Regions from separate parts of the Sus scrofa genome. Here region 1 is linked to region 2. The links are chromatin contacts, called in public Hi-C maps. All regions are on one chromosome and are shown on one strand. Each heading gives the region's core, a stretch centred on a gene start, on an enhancer-like site or on the middle of the called end of the contact. The rest is flanking DNA. Distances are from core to core; before and after follow the strand shown. Region 1 overlaps NEBL (nebulette). Region 2 overlaps NEBL (nebulette).

What was found. A called contact is a pair of places that touch in the nucleus more often than the background predicts.
Region 1: a contact with region 2 is called in a Hi-C map of liver, with 5 times the contacts expected there. The contact joins two enhancer-like sites. A contact is called at or near these places in 3 of 47 Hi-C or Micro-C datasets (fetal heart ventricle, heart right ventricle and liver).

What each region holds. Positions count from the first base shown.
Region 1 is chr10:53,744,952-53,751,005 of Sscrofa11.1, reverse strand. All of the region lies in intron 3 of NEBL (nebulette), which reads right to left. Among named protein-coding and RNA genes, the nearest start is that of C10H10orf113, 100 kb to the right of the region's middle. Within about 2 kb of position 3,900, at least 41 of the 83 cell types and tissues checked have an H3K27ac peak or open chromatin away from gene starts, as enhancers often do. A contact at or near this core is called in liver, where this site is marked.
Region 2 is chr10:53,678,328-53,684,295 of Sscrofa11.1, reverse strand. All of the region lies in intron 2 of NEBL (nebulette), which reads right to left. Among named protein-coding and RNA genes, the nearest start is that of C10H10orf113, 33 kb to the right of the region's middle. Within about 2 kb of position 2,660, at least 5 of the 83 cell types and tissues checked have an H3K27ac peak or open chromatin away from gene starts, as enhancers often do. A contact at or near this core is called in liver, where this site is marked.

The sequences.
Region 1 (6,054 bases), core at 2,651-5,150, 65 kb before region 2:
TAAATATCCTCTAAGTGTTTTCCATTGAGAGTGATCTTAAATCCTCTTTGGCACCAACAGAGCACAGGATAAAGCTCACACAAGCGTGCAGCCATGCACACACATGGAAACGTCCAGTGAGCCCTGCCGGACCCCCGGCAGTGATCCCGCCCCTCTTGCAGCACCTCCCCTGCCCCCTGTCCACTTCGCTCAGCAGGTCCTAGCTAGTGAGCTGCTCTCCTCAGTGCTGAGCAAAGTCAGAACCACAGCTCCAGCTGCTCTGATGCTGGGGAGCCCCTGGAAGAAGCACCACAGTAGTCACGGAGTAAAGGAGTGCTCTGGGTTGCTGATTGTCTCTGAAGAGAAAGACAAAGGATGTGATGAAATGCAAAACATCTTTGCCAATAACAATTAGCTCCTGAAGAATTTATGAGTAGCGAGACCAATTCTCCAACACACTATATATTAAAGTGTTTGACCGGTTCTCTGCCATTATTTGGTGAAATACAGCTACACCAAAAATCAGGTTTCTAATGCAACTCAGTATTTCCTATGATCAGACCTAGTTTAAAACATGGTTTTGAAATGTGAATCATTTATCCTTCTTTTATTGGTTTTAGAGTAAATTAAATGGCCATACTCCAATCAGTAGTAGCGTGTATATATGGGGTCTGAGCCTATTTAGAATTAGAACTGAAAAATCAGTTTAGCTCAAAAACCATGAGGACATTTACTCAACATAAATTACAATGGATAAAGCAAAGAAATATCATCAGCACAGTTCGCATAATAACCAAACCGGCTAAAATCACTGACACGTAAACAAAACGTTATTACATAATTCAAACAATTACAAGTATTTAAAAGCTCTAGGAATGATATAAACCAAACTGAGTGTCAAAGAACCACAAAAACAAATGAAACAAAAGAATAAGACATTTACCAGAAATGACGATTTTAAAAATCCAAATATAAAAATGTTATCCCATGCAGAGAACTTGGAGAATGTCAGACCGAAAGTGTCTCGGCACTGCTATAATACGGTATCGAACTCACGAAGATGTCCTTCATAATAACAACGGCACAGAGCTGGCCTGGCCTGGTAAATAACAACCCAGGCTTTAGGGTCAGAGGGTCCTGGGGCCACCTGCTGGCAAGGGTCCGCGCTTGCTGGGTGACCCCAGGTCGCCTATGAGAGCTCTCTGAGCCACAGCTTCCTCATCTGCAAAATGAGAATGGGCCTGCTGACCTCAGGAAGCTACTGTGAAGCCTGAACGAGACCTTACAAAAAGCCCTCGGCACAGGGACCGGCTCACCGTACACCCCCACAAGTATCTCATGTTGTCTCCAGTCACTCGCTCATTCACTCATCTAGAATCTACGGGGAAAACAAAGGCAAGATTTCCATCCTTGCTGGAGCTCTGACAATATGGGCATTTGGAAACCCAGGCTCTGACTGCTACAAGAACTGTGCAGCTAGAAGAGGCAGGAGGAACGGTAGCGTAATAAAAATGCTCTATCTAGGTCTCATACTTGACATCAGAATAAACAAATATATAACACAGCAGATGGCTGTGAGGAAAAATAGAAATTATAATAAAGCACACAGCAATAATACCATCTCTCTGCAGATTACATTCCAAATCCAACTGGCTTTGCTTCTAGCACTCTGCAACATGTCAACTCGGATACCCTAGAAAAGCCCAATTCCATAACTAGCCCTAATTAAGTCACTTAATTCGATCACTTCATTTTTCATGAAGTGACTCTTATCTGTCCAGTATACACATAAGGAGGATGGCAGCTGAGGTGAGATGGCAGAATGACAAGGATGGACCTGGGTCACACTCACAACAGCGTCCAGAAGCTGACAGCAAGGCCAGGCTGGCTACCTGCAACCACTGATCAAGCTGGATATTCAGGTCAGGCAAGGCCTGGGGTCAGAGCTGAATAAACAAGCCCAAGCTATCAGTGACTCTCTTTCTCATGCTGTTGTTGTAACTGTTCATTGCCACCTGCAGCGCCAAAATGGTCCCAATCCTGAAACTTCCCTTGGAGTTCTCGTTGTGGCGCAGAGGAGATGAATCTGACTAGTATCCATGAGAACGCAGGTTCAATCCCTGGCCTTGCTTGGTGGGTTAAGGATCTGGCATTGCCATGAGCTATGGGGTAAGTCACAGACACAGCTCAGATCTGGTGTTGCTACAGTGTGGTGTAGGCCAGCAGCTACAGCTCCGACTCAACCCCTAGCCTGGGAACCTCCATGTGCCTTGGGTGCGACCCTAAAAAAAAAAAAAGGTGTAAAACTGTCTCTTAGCCATACAAAAGCCATGTAGGAACCCAGGTGTGTTGGAGCAAGAAAAAGCAGGGGCCCTCTCTGAGCAAAGACTTTTCCAGTTTATTTCAACTGTCATTGATCAATTGCCTCGTGTGTGTTAGAGCCTTGAGATAAAAATAAGAACTATCAGTGATGCTGTGTTTTCCAACCTCCACAATAAATACACACCAAACGATTATATGTCCAGGATTTATACACCTGGGATTTGAAAAGTGCGAGTGTGTTGCCTGCACTCATTCAGAGACACATCTAAAGCAATGAGGTACCCACGTCCCGTGTTCTCTTACAACCTCGACTTTAACTGCCTCTGAGGCCATTAAGCTTTCACATTTATTCAAACATAAACATGAACGTTTCCCCTTCGATGTCTTTTTTCTCCCATAATAATCCGTACTCTAATTCAAAGAAATGCAATTTCATCGTTGGTTCACCAGGCTGATGTTTGAGAAAAGATCATGTGATGCAAACCATAATGACTAAGGAATAGAATGCAGACTCCACGGGCAGATGATTTCAGGCAATACAGCCATTTACTATAAAGTGCTTCCTTCCCTGATGAAAGGTTTAAGGAAATTAAGCTCTAACTGCAGCCATGAATTGTTACATTTTCGATGTCAGCCGTCCCCATCCTTGCCATTGGTGAATCTCTAACCCAGAAGGGACTCTGGCCACTAGGCAGAGGGGACCGAAGAGTGCTGTGGCCACCATGACAGATTTACGATCATTCTGCTGTGAAGTGTTGGTTTAGCCCTAGCGTGACCCTTGTGAGCGGCCACACAGGGGGCCCAGAGCTACAACTGAAGCAGGTGGTTTGACTTAGTGCTGGATGCTGCACTATAGAAAATTCTGGTTTTACTCACATCCTCCATCAAAAGCGATTTTTTTTTCTGGCCAAAGCCTATCGCCATCCCTGTCTACAAAGAGTTGCAGGACGCTGACCTCCTGCCAACCTCAGGTCTCTGAAGAGGCAGAAGCCATTTCTAAGGACACAAGTGACCCAGAGATCAGCATTTGCAAAGGAGGGAGTGAAATATCTGCAGAAAAAGATCAAGTGGCTCTAGAATCTGTTTTCATCTAAACTCTGAATATGTGGAGATGGAAAGGTCAAATACTTACGGCAGGCAGAAAAAAAAAAAGGCTCTTGAAATAAGAAAGTCATATCCCAGAATGGATCTAAGGAAGGAACAGCTTCACAGGGACACCAGGCTTTCTGGATGCTCGGCCCCTTAGGAGACGGACAAAGACCTGGAAGGAAGCTGATCCACCAAAGGGAAAGCGGGTGCAACGAAGGGGAGAGGAAGGCAGTGGTCAGACAGTCCTGCGTGTCCATGTCGGGAGCCAAGGGCAGAGGACAAGCACAGGAAGCACAGGCGAGAGGTGGCGAGCCCGCAAGGACAGGTCCCACTTGCCCTCCAGAGAGTCACAGGCACGATGGCAGAGCGGTGACGGCTGTCAGGAGAAAGCGAGTGTGAAGCCAGAGCTGGACACCAGCCCCTACCCGACCAGGGCCGGCCAGCTGCCCCAAAGCTGACACGGCCTGGCTGCCACATTCCAGGGGGAGGAGAGGGACTTGGCACGAGGAAAGACTGGCGCGAACGGAGCCGAGCAGGCGCCCGAGTCACACCCGTTCCAGGGAACGTGCTCAGAGCCGGTGTAGCAGGGCGAGCCCAGGAAGCGGCAGAGTGAAACACAGCCCACGGATTGTTCTTCCCAAAGTTTTTCCAAGTCCTGAGGGGGACATAATTCATGGTCTACCAGAGTAAATGATCTGCAGTGTAATATACGGTCTTCTCAGAGATACTCCAGGGAAACAAAAACCCAGGAAAATAACACCACTGTCAGTAATCAGGAAGTGACCAACAGCACCCCACATGACAGAAGACTGGAGAAGCTTCAAGGTCCTTGGCAAATGAACACACTCTTTCAACACTGCCTTTTTTTTTTTTTTTTTTTTTTTTCTTTTTAATAGTCATAGGCTTTGTTTCCCAATAGAAAACATGGACCGGTTTCCCTGCTCTGTTAGTTAGCAATTGGATGTACCCAGGCTCTATATCTAAACAGTTGCCTAACAACTATTTCTCAGACATGGATTGATCTAAAAACATGCACAAAAGAGAAAAATAAAGGCAGCTCTTTTTCTCTGTAGGTAGTAATCAAGGTGATTTGTTTGGTTAGTTGGGTTTTTCTATGTGTATTTTTTTTTTCTTTTCCAGAAGAAAAGCAGTACTAGCTCAGTGTAAATGCCAACTTCTAAAAAGAAGTAGGTACTTTTTAAACAAGAGGAAAATATTCCTGATGTGGGAAGGAGATTTTTTTTTATGTTGATGAAACATTGTTCCTTTAAATGGCAATTGACAATAGTCTTACTAACATGCGTCACAAAAAATTATTCCCAAACAATTATAGCAGAGCTTTGTGTGTTAGCCAGGAAAAAAAAAAAATCTTATAGAACTGAAGATTACTGGGCAAGATAAACACCAGAATTTAGTCATCCAGCTTTTATTTACCACCTACTAAATGAAAGCCTACAAAATTATCCTAACTGTAGAATATATACCACGTCAAAGATCTCTTCAATGATATTTGTATTTTATTATACAAATGAACTTCTAAAATCATAAATCCACAGACGATTTAAAAGGTGATTAATCAGGTTTGTTTCCCACCACTAGTCAGAGTTTCTTCTCTAATTTAAAATGTCTCAGATCGAACCCACCTCGACGAGGATAATACCTGCACAGATATTTTCACTCTATGGCTTTATTATGTTTCCAGCTTATCCCTAGAGTCGAATGGTCTCCCAAAGTGACTCTAAGTTTTACTTCCCTCTTTTCACAGCCACCATTCTGATCCAGCCTCTTCACTTCCTCACACTGGACGTCTTTAATTTCTCCAAGCTTTGCATTTCATAAAGTCCCTAGACCATGAGTTTTCAACTGCTTGTTCACGCCCCTGACTGGGGACCTCATCACTACTTTCCAGAGCTTCACCCTCCGGAGCACAGACTCTCCTCCTGACTGACGGCCCACACCCTTGCGGCCGGAGACAGCTTTGGGGGTGAAGCCCACGCCTTCGTCACGTCGTGCTCCTGTTCACCTGTCCCTCTGCCCTCCCACGTGCCTGCTCTCCAGCTCCTCCCCACCACTTCTTTAAAGTTTCAGTCAGTTCCTTAGGTTGGCTTCCCAGGGGGTTGCTGAAAGAAGCTTTTGTTACGGAACCATGTCATAGCAGGCACATCTGAACTCCTTTCTGAATGCGATTAGGCTTCAAAGACAGAAACTATGACTCTACCCTCGCGGTATCTGAGACAGAGCTCTGAATCCAACTCCACTCAATCAATGATTATCGATTGAGGAGGGAAGTCATGGGTTTCCAGCATCGACTCGGGCAGCATACATCCTGCTGTGGAGATAAAAGGTTCTCAGACAGGGCCTTTCTAATCACAAGAGCACTGAGGTCACTGTCTACACAGGTACAATCACATGAGGAAGGTAGGAAAAGGGTCGCTCAGGTCTGCTTTGCATACGACGTCCCCTTTGCTTCAGCTACTTTGACATTTTAGATAAAAGGACTGAGGAAGAATCCGTGTAAGGTGATAAACCTTAGGTATGTGACAAACGCTTTCAGTTCTTGATTCTATTATGAATATCTATAAATAAGCCAGAAGTAGGCCAAAGAATCAAGAATTCCAAAAAAACAAAAAACAAAAAAAAATGCATATCATATGTGCGAATTCT
Region 2 (5,968 bases), core at 1,411-3,910:
AGAAGCATCCTAAGAAAATACCTGCAAATCATTTATCTGACAAGGGGTTGGTATCCAGAATAACACAGAACTTCAACAACAAAATAACAAGAAACCCAATTTAAAAATGAGCAAAGGACTCAAACGGACATTTCTCAGGATGAAATCTACAAATGGCCACTAAGCACATGAACGGATGCTCAATATCGCTAATCATTAGAGAAATGCAAACGAAAACCACAATAAGATACCACTCCCCACACATTAGGGTGGCTGTTATAAAAAGTAATAATAATACTAACAAGTGTTGGCAAGGATGTGGAGAAACTGGAATTCTTATGATTTGCTGATGGGAGTATAACATGGTGCTGTGGAAAAAATGAAACATGGAATTACCATATGACCTAGCAATCCCAATTCTGGGTATAAACCTAAAAGAACTGAAAGCAGGGACGCCAACAGATATTTGTACATCCACGTTCATAGCATCATTATCTACAATACCCAGAAGGTGGAAACAACTCAAGTGCCCACTGATGGGTGAATAAATAAACAAAATGTGGTATATACAATCCATGGGATACTATCCAGCCTTTAAAAGGAAGGATATCTGACACATGCCAAAACATAGATGAATCTTGAAAACATTATGCTAAGTGATTTAAGCCAGTCACAAAAGGACAAATATTATATTTCACATACATGAGGCACCTAGAGTGATCAATTCGAGGAGACGGAAAGTAGAACAGTGGTTGCCGATGGCCAGGCAGAGAGGAGGAGCAGGAGTTTAATGGGTACACGGTTTCTGTTTGAGAAGATTATAAAGTTCTACAGACGGATGGTGGTGCTGACTGCACCGCAATGTGAACATATTTAACGCACAGAACTGTACACTTAAAATGATGAAATAGTAAATGTTATTACTTTATCACAACAAAAAATGATGTATTCAAACAAAAGCCACCCAAACCCAAAATGGTAACACACATTACAAGTTTTAAATGAAGATTGTTAAGAGTCCACCTGACTTTTTGTTCTAAACAGTACAGAAAAATCATGCTTCATCTACCTTTCTTTCTTTAAAAAAGGGGGGGGTGGATAAAAGCTTCCTCCTTTACTCATTTCCTTCATATTTGCTGCACAGTAAGTGACGTTTCAAATTGCTCTTGATAATAAAAATAAAACCACTGTCATGTTCGTAGTTAGAATTCAGCTGATGTTCTGCTGGTTCCATTCACCTCCTTTGTCTTCTGTGCCCACTTCCATCTGATTCATGAATCCCTCCCACCCATACACCCAGAAGGTGGGAAGAAATCTGTCTCCTCTGGGATTTTGCCTCTTAGACACAAGAGGACTGACAAACCTTTTAGCAGCCCACTCTATGGGCTCCCCAACACCATTCATGACCCCAAGAAAGTGCTTTAGCTCTTCGGAAAACAATACTACACACAGGCAAAATACCAAGTAAAATGAATACTGCAGAGTCAAGGTCATGCTGGAGACACTGAGAGACTGACTCTAGAACACTGGCTATCAACCTAGTTACCATTCTGGAAACCAGGAGTGGAAAGGAGGGCAGATATAGAAAATGTGTTCCATGGGTGGGGAAAAAAAGACAAGTAATGGGAAAAGCAGCAATGAAGGCTGGAAGCTTATCTCACATTTTGCATCTAAAAGTAGACCTAAAAATGAACACAGCAGCGTAAGCAGAAATATATTCTTGTCTTAATGATAGAAGAATGGGCAAGGATGAAGTAGGTTTCTGCATAGCCTGAAAAATCTTAACATGGTGTGTTACAAAGTGTTTAACAGCAACTAAAATGTATTGATTTTTAAAAAATAACAAGTCTTCCGAATTACAATGAACACTTTCACAATCAGAAAAGCAAATCCTCTAAATAAAAAAAAGAAAAGATCACAGAGCATAGTAAATGTTTCCCTTCCTGAATACAGTTGTTTTTATTGCCTATGCTGTTTCGAATTGCCTGTAACACTGATCATCCTGGACCTTCATTCCTGGTCAACGGACCTGGACGTATTTCTCAAATCCCAACACACACAGCCCCACGCTTCTGTTTTTATAAATGACCTATATACACATATGCAAAGGTATCTCCATCCAGGACATGCTCAGTTGGGCAGGCCTTCAAGAGTTTCCATGGCTTAATACAGAAAAATCGTCTATCTATACTTTGCAACATGCCAGAGGAAGGTTCATCTCCAGATCATTCTCTCTATATCCAGCCAAGGAAAATATACTTGATCTTATTTTTAGGGAAAGAAAAAGACAGAGACAGACACCTGGAGAATGCACTGGAAGAAGCTGCTTAGAGTTCCCACTTGCCGATTAGCCTGGTGCCACTTGGTGGCACTGTTGATTCCAGTTTGCTCCCTGATCCAGGGGATGGGTGTATCATTTGATCCAACCATAATAAGCCTGTGTGGCTCTGGCTCCATGAGGAACTTTATTAAGCCCTGACAGCCTTAATAGAAACATCAGAATGTCTGATTCCTATCACTCCCAAATCTACACGGTAACTTCTAGAGTAAATGCCCTTCTCTTAGAACCTTCTCTTGCTTTTCTGCCTAGAAATCCCACCTTTCCTTCAAGGTGCTTCTCTCAGCCTACCTCTGTGAATGAAAGCTTCCCCGTGAACTCTGGCCAGTGTGTCCCATAGAGCAAGACTATCTGAGACAGTATCCTGGGCACCAGCCATGTGAAGAGACGCGTGGGCTGGGACTGGGAAAGAAAATGAGTTGGTGGAAAGGAAGCAGTACCATCTTGCAGTTTGGCTGTTTTGGTTTTTTTTTTAATACAATATAAAATGCAAGGAAAACACCACTCTGATGGACCTTCATTTATGTGATTTATTCAGTGAAGGCTTTCATTAAGAAATGAAATCACGCATGAAGAACCTGCGTGATTCTATTTAGAAACAGGAAAGGAAGGTTCATGGGGGTTAATTCCTTGCTCGGGGACAGGCAGAGTTAGAATTTGTGGGGTGACACAACAGGAGCTCTAAAAGAGCTCCTGATGCAAACACACAGAGAAGCCTATCAACTGCTACCCCAAATCTAAGGATTGAAGTGGGGCAGCTACCCCCTCAAGAAGGTCTATGGTACCTTCTTCATTCACCCACTTCCCACGCACCCAAACACATGAACATACACATTGAGCTGCACATTCATCCATTTGTTCAACTTTTTTTTCTTCCTTCAAGATTGCCAATGTTGGGAGTTCCCGCCATTGCTCAGCAGTTGGTGAACCTGACTAGCATCCATGAAGATGCAGGTGTGATCCCTGGCCTTGCTCAGGGGGCTAAGGATCCTGCAGTTACTGTGGCTGTGGTGTAGGCTGGTGGCTGCAGTTCTGATTGGACCCCTAACCTTGGAACCTCCATATGCCACAGGTGTAGCCCTAAAAAAGACAAAAAAAGAGAGAGAGAGAGATTGCCAAAGTTGTTAATTTTTTAAAGATTTCAGTCATACAAACATTTGGAGAAGCAATATACACTGAGATACGTGATCATTTTTTTGTTCTCTGAACCCCTCGGGGAGGCTCTGCCTCTGTTCTACATTCATCTTTCCTTTTCTGTATAATAGGGGATGTGACAGAAGTCTTGAACAATGACAAAATAGAATCCTCAGGGGAGGAGCTGAATGTGGGTATTTTATATCAATAATTATTATATTATTGCCTTGAACAACATGTATTACTTTCTTTAGTGATGAGAATGGTATGATATGATGTTGCAGGTGGCTCAGATCATAAATCATCACCAATGAAGGATAAAACACAAGGAGATACTTCTGGTGGCTGTGCTCTTACTATCAGCATTTAGTTTATGATGCATATAAAATATGACTGACTATAAAAGAATGATGCTAATCTTTTAACAAATACCATCACTCATATGTACAATAAAAGAATGTCATCCTTCTAAATGGGTGCTTTAAAACACTATTTATATATTCTTGAGACTGATCAAAACTCTGTGAAAATTCCTCTTTCGATATTGCCTTCATGGTCTGAAACATATACTTTTGATTCTTCACAACTGTGGTAAATGTTCATACTTTGAGGTTGGATTTCATTTTTGGAAAGAACTTGAGACATTTGGAACTAAATCTAGTACTTAAGCTGGAGAAAACTGAATCAAAAATAAGATTCATTCACTGAACTATTCAACAAATACTGCATTGGGCACTATGCAATATGAAGTTAGTTTCAACTTTTAAGGGACTCGTAGTCTAGAAGGAAGAAGACAAGCATATAAATAAACAGTTGTCATCAAAATAATATAATTTTCCCAATGACGTTTAAGCAGCTCTGATTGTTTTAAAGTAGAACTACAATAGGAGATTAACAAGGCTGGGTTTCTGGGCTGGCCTATAAAGTAGTTATAAAAGCAGTCCCAAGTTCCCACTGTAGCACAGTGGGTTAAGGATTTGAATAATGATAAAATAGACTTCTTTGACACAGCTGTGGTTTCGGTCACAGCTTCAGCTCTAATTTGATGCCTGGCCTGGGAACTTCCATATGCCACGGATGCAGCCAAAAAAAAAAAGGCAGTCCCAGAAGGTGTTCTAAACCTGCCTGAGCAATAGCAACTTCAGTGGCACGAGTATGCGACCTCCCAGCAGGGCTTCTCCAACAAAGGATGCTCGCCCAGACAGTAACATTCTAGTCTGTGCTACTTTACAATTTGATCCAGTATTAGTTTACTGTCACATCTACCAACCCCAGCAAAACTGCAGTCATGGGTTATGCTACCAAATGATAAGAAATCTTTCCATTTGTTTCCTAAGCTAGCCTAAAAATCAATGTGGCCACCATTAAAGGCAGGGGAGAGCTGCATTGCCCTGCTACAGGATGGCAGTGCCTCCCTCGGTGGAGGTGAGGGAGGGGGCAGCCGGCAGCAGTGATATGCGACTTACTGCATATGGGGAGGGATGTTAACTAAGTAAACACACAGAAGATGACAGGATCCAGGCTTCTCACACCAGAGAAAGATGTTACAAATATGGAGAAGGAGAACATTGGAAATGAAGATATTGGTGTGAATTGATAGATACAGAAATTAATGATCTTTAACTCACATATAAATATATATATTCCTAGCCCTGACAACCAAGAGGAATTGGAAGCAACAGCACCCCAAGAGCAATAAGCGTACATAATACTCTAATGTTTGGTTTCTAAATACCATTCTTCCCTAAAAGGAACCAGGGATCCTTGGAGAAACAGTTGATTCCAAGGATGGACAGGGAAACTATCAGATGAGGCTAGGACACCTTAATGTGTCAGAAACTAAGGAGATGCCCAAAGAATGACAAAATGTGTTCAAAAGGACACAGAAATTTGCTTGGGGGGGGGTCACAGTAGCCAAGCGTAGGACCATTGAAGAATCAAAATAAATAATGACAGTGATGGATTATAACCCACAGAATGAAACAGGAAGTTTTAAGTCTACTGATAAAAATATATGAATGGGGGAGTTCCCGTCGTGGCTCAGTGGTTAACAAACTTGACTAGGAATGATGAGGTTGTGGCCTTGCTCAGGGGGCTAAGGATCCGACCTGTGGTGTAGGTCACAGACCAGACATGGCTCGGATCTGGTGTTGCTGTGGCTGTGGTGTAGGCTGGCAGCTGTAGCTCCGATTAGACCCCTAGCCTGGGAACCTCCACATGCCGTGGGTGTGGCCCTAAAAAGACAAAAGACAAAATACATACACATATATATGTATATAAATGAAATTAAAAGCTTACGAGGACTAGGATCCGAATCTAGTCTCAAAGGACTCTCAACAAAATTTGTATTAATTACAAGGGAAAAAAGTAATTTTACAGTGGAGAAGGCTGGCAGACACAACCTTCATGGGGTGATTAACTGAACATCATCAGTAATGGAACAAATCAAAAATGTGTGTCACTTGGCAGGAGGCAATGAAAAGACGACAGCACCGTGCCCATGAATGCCCTTCCTCC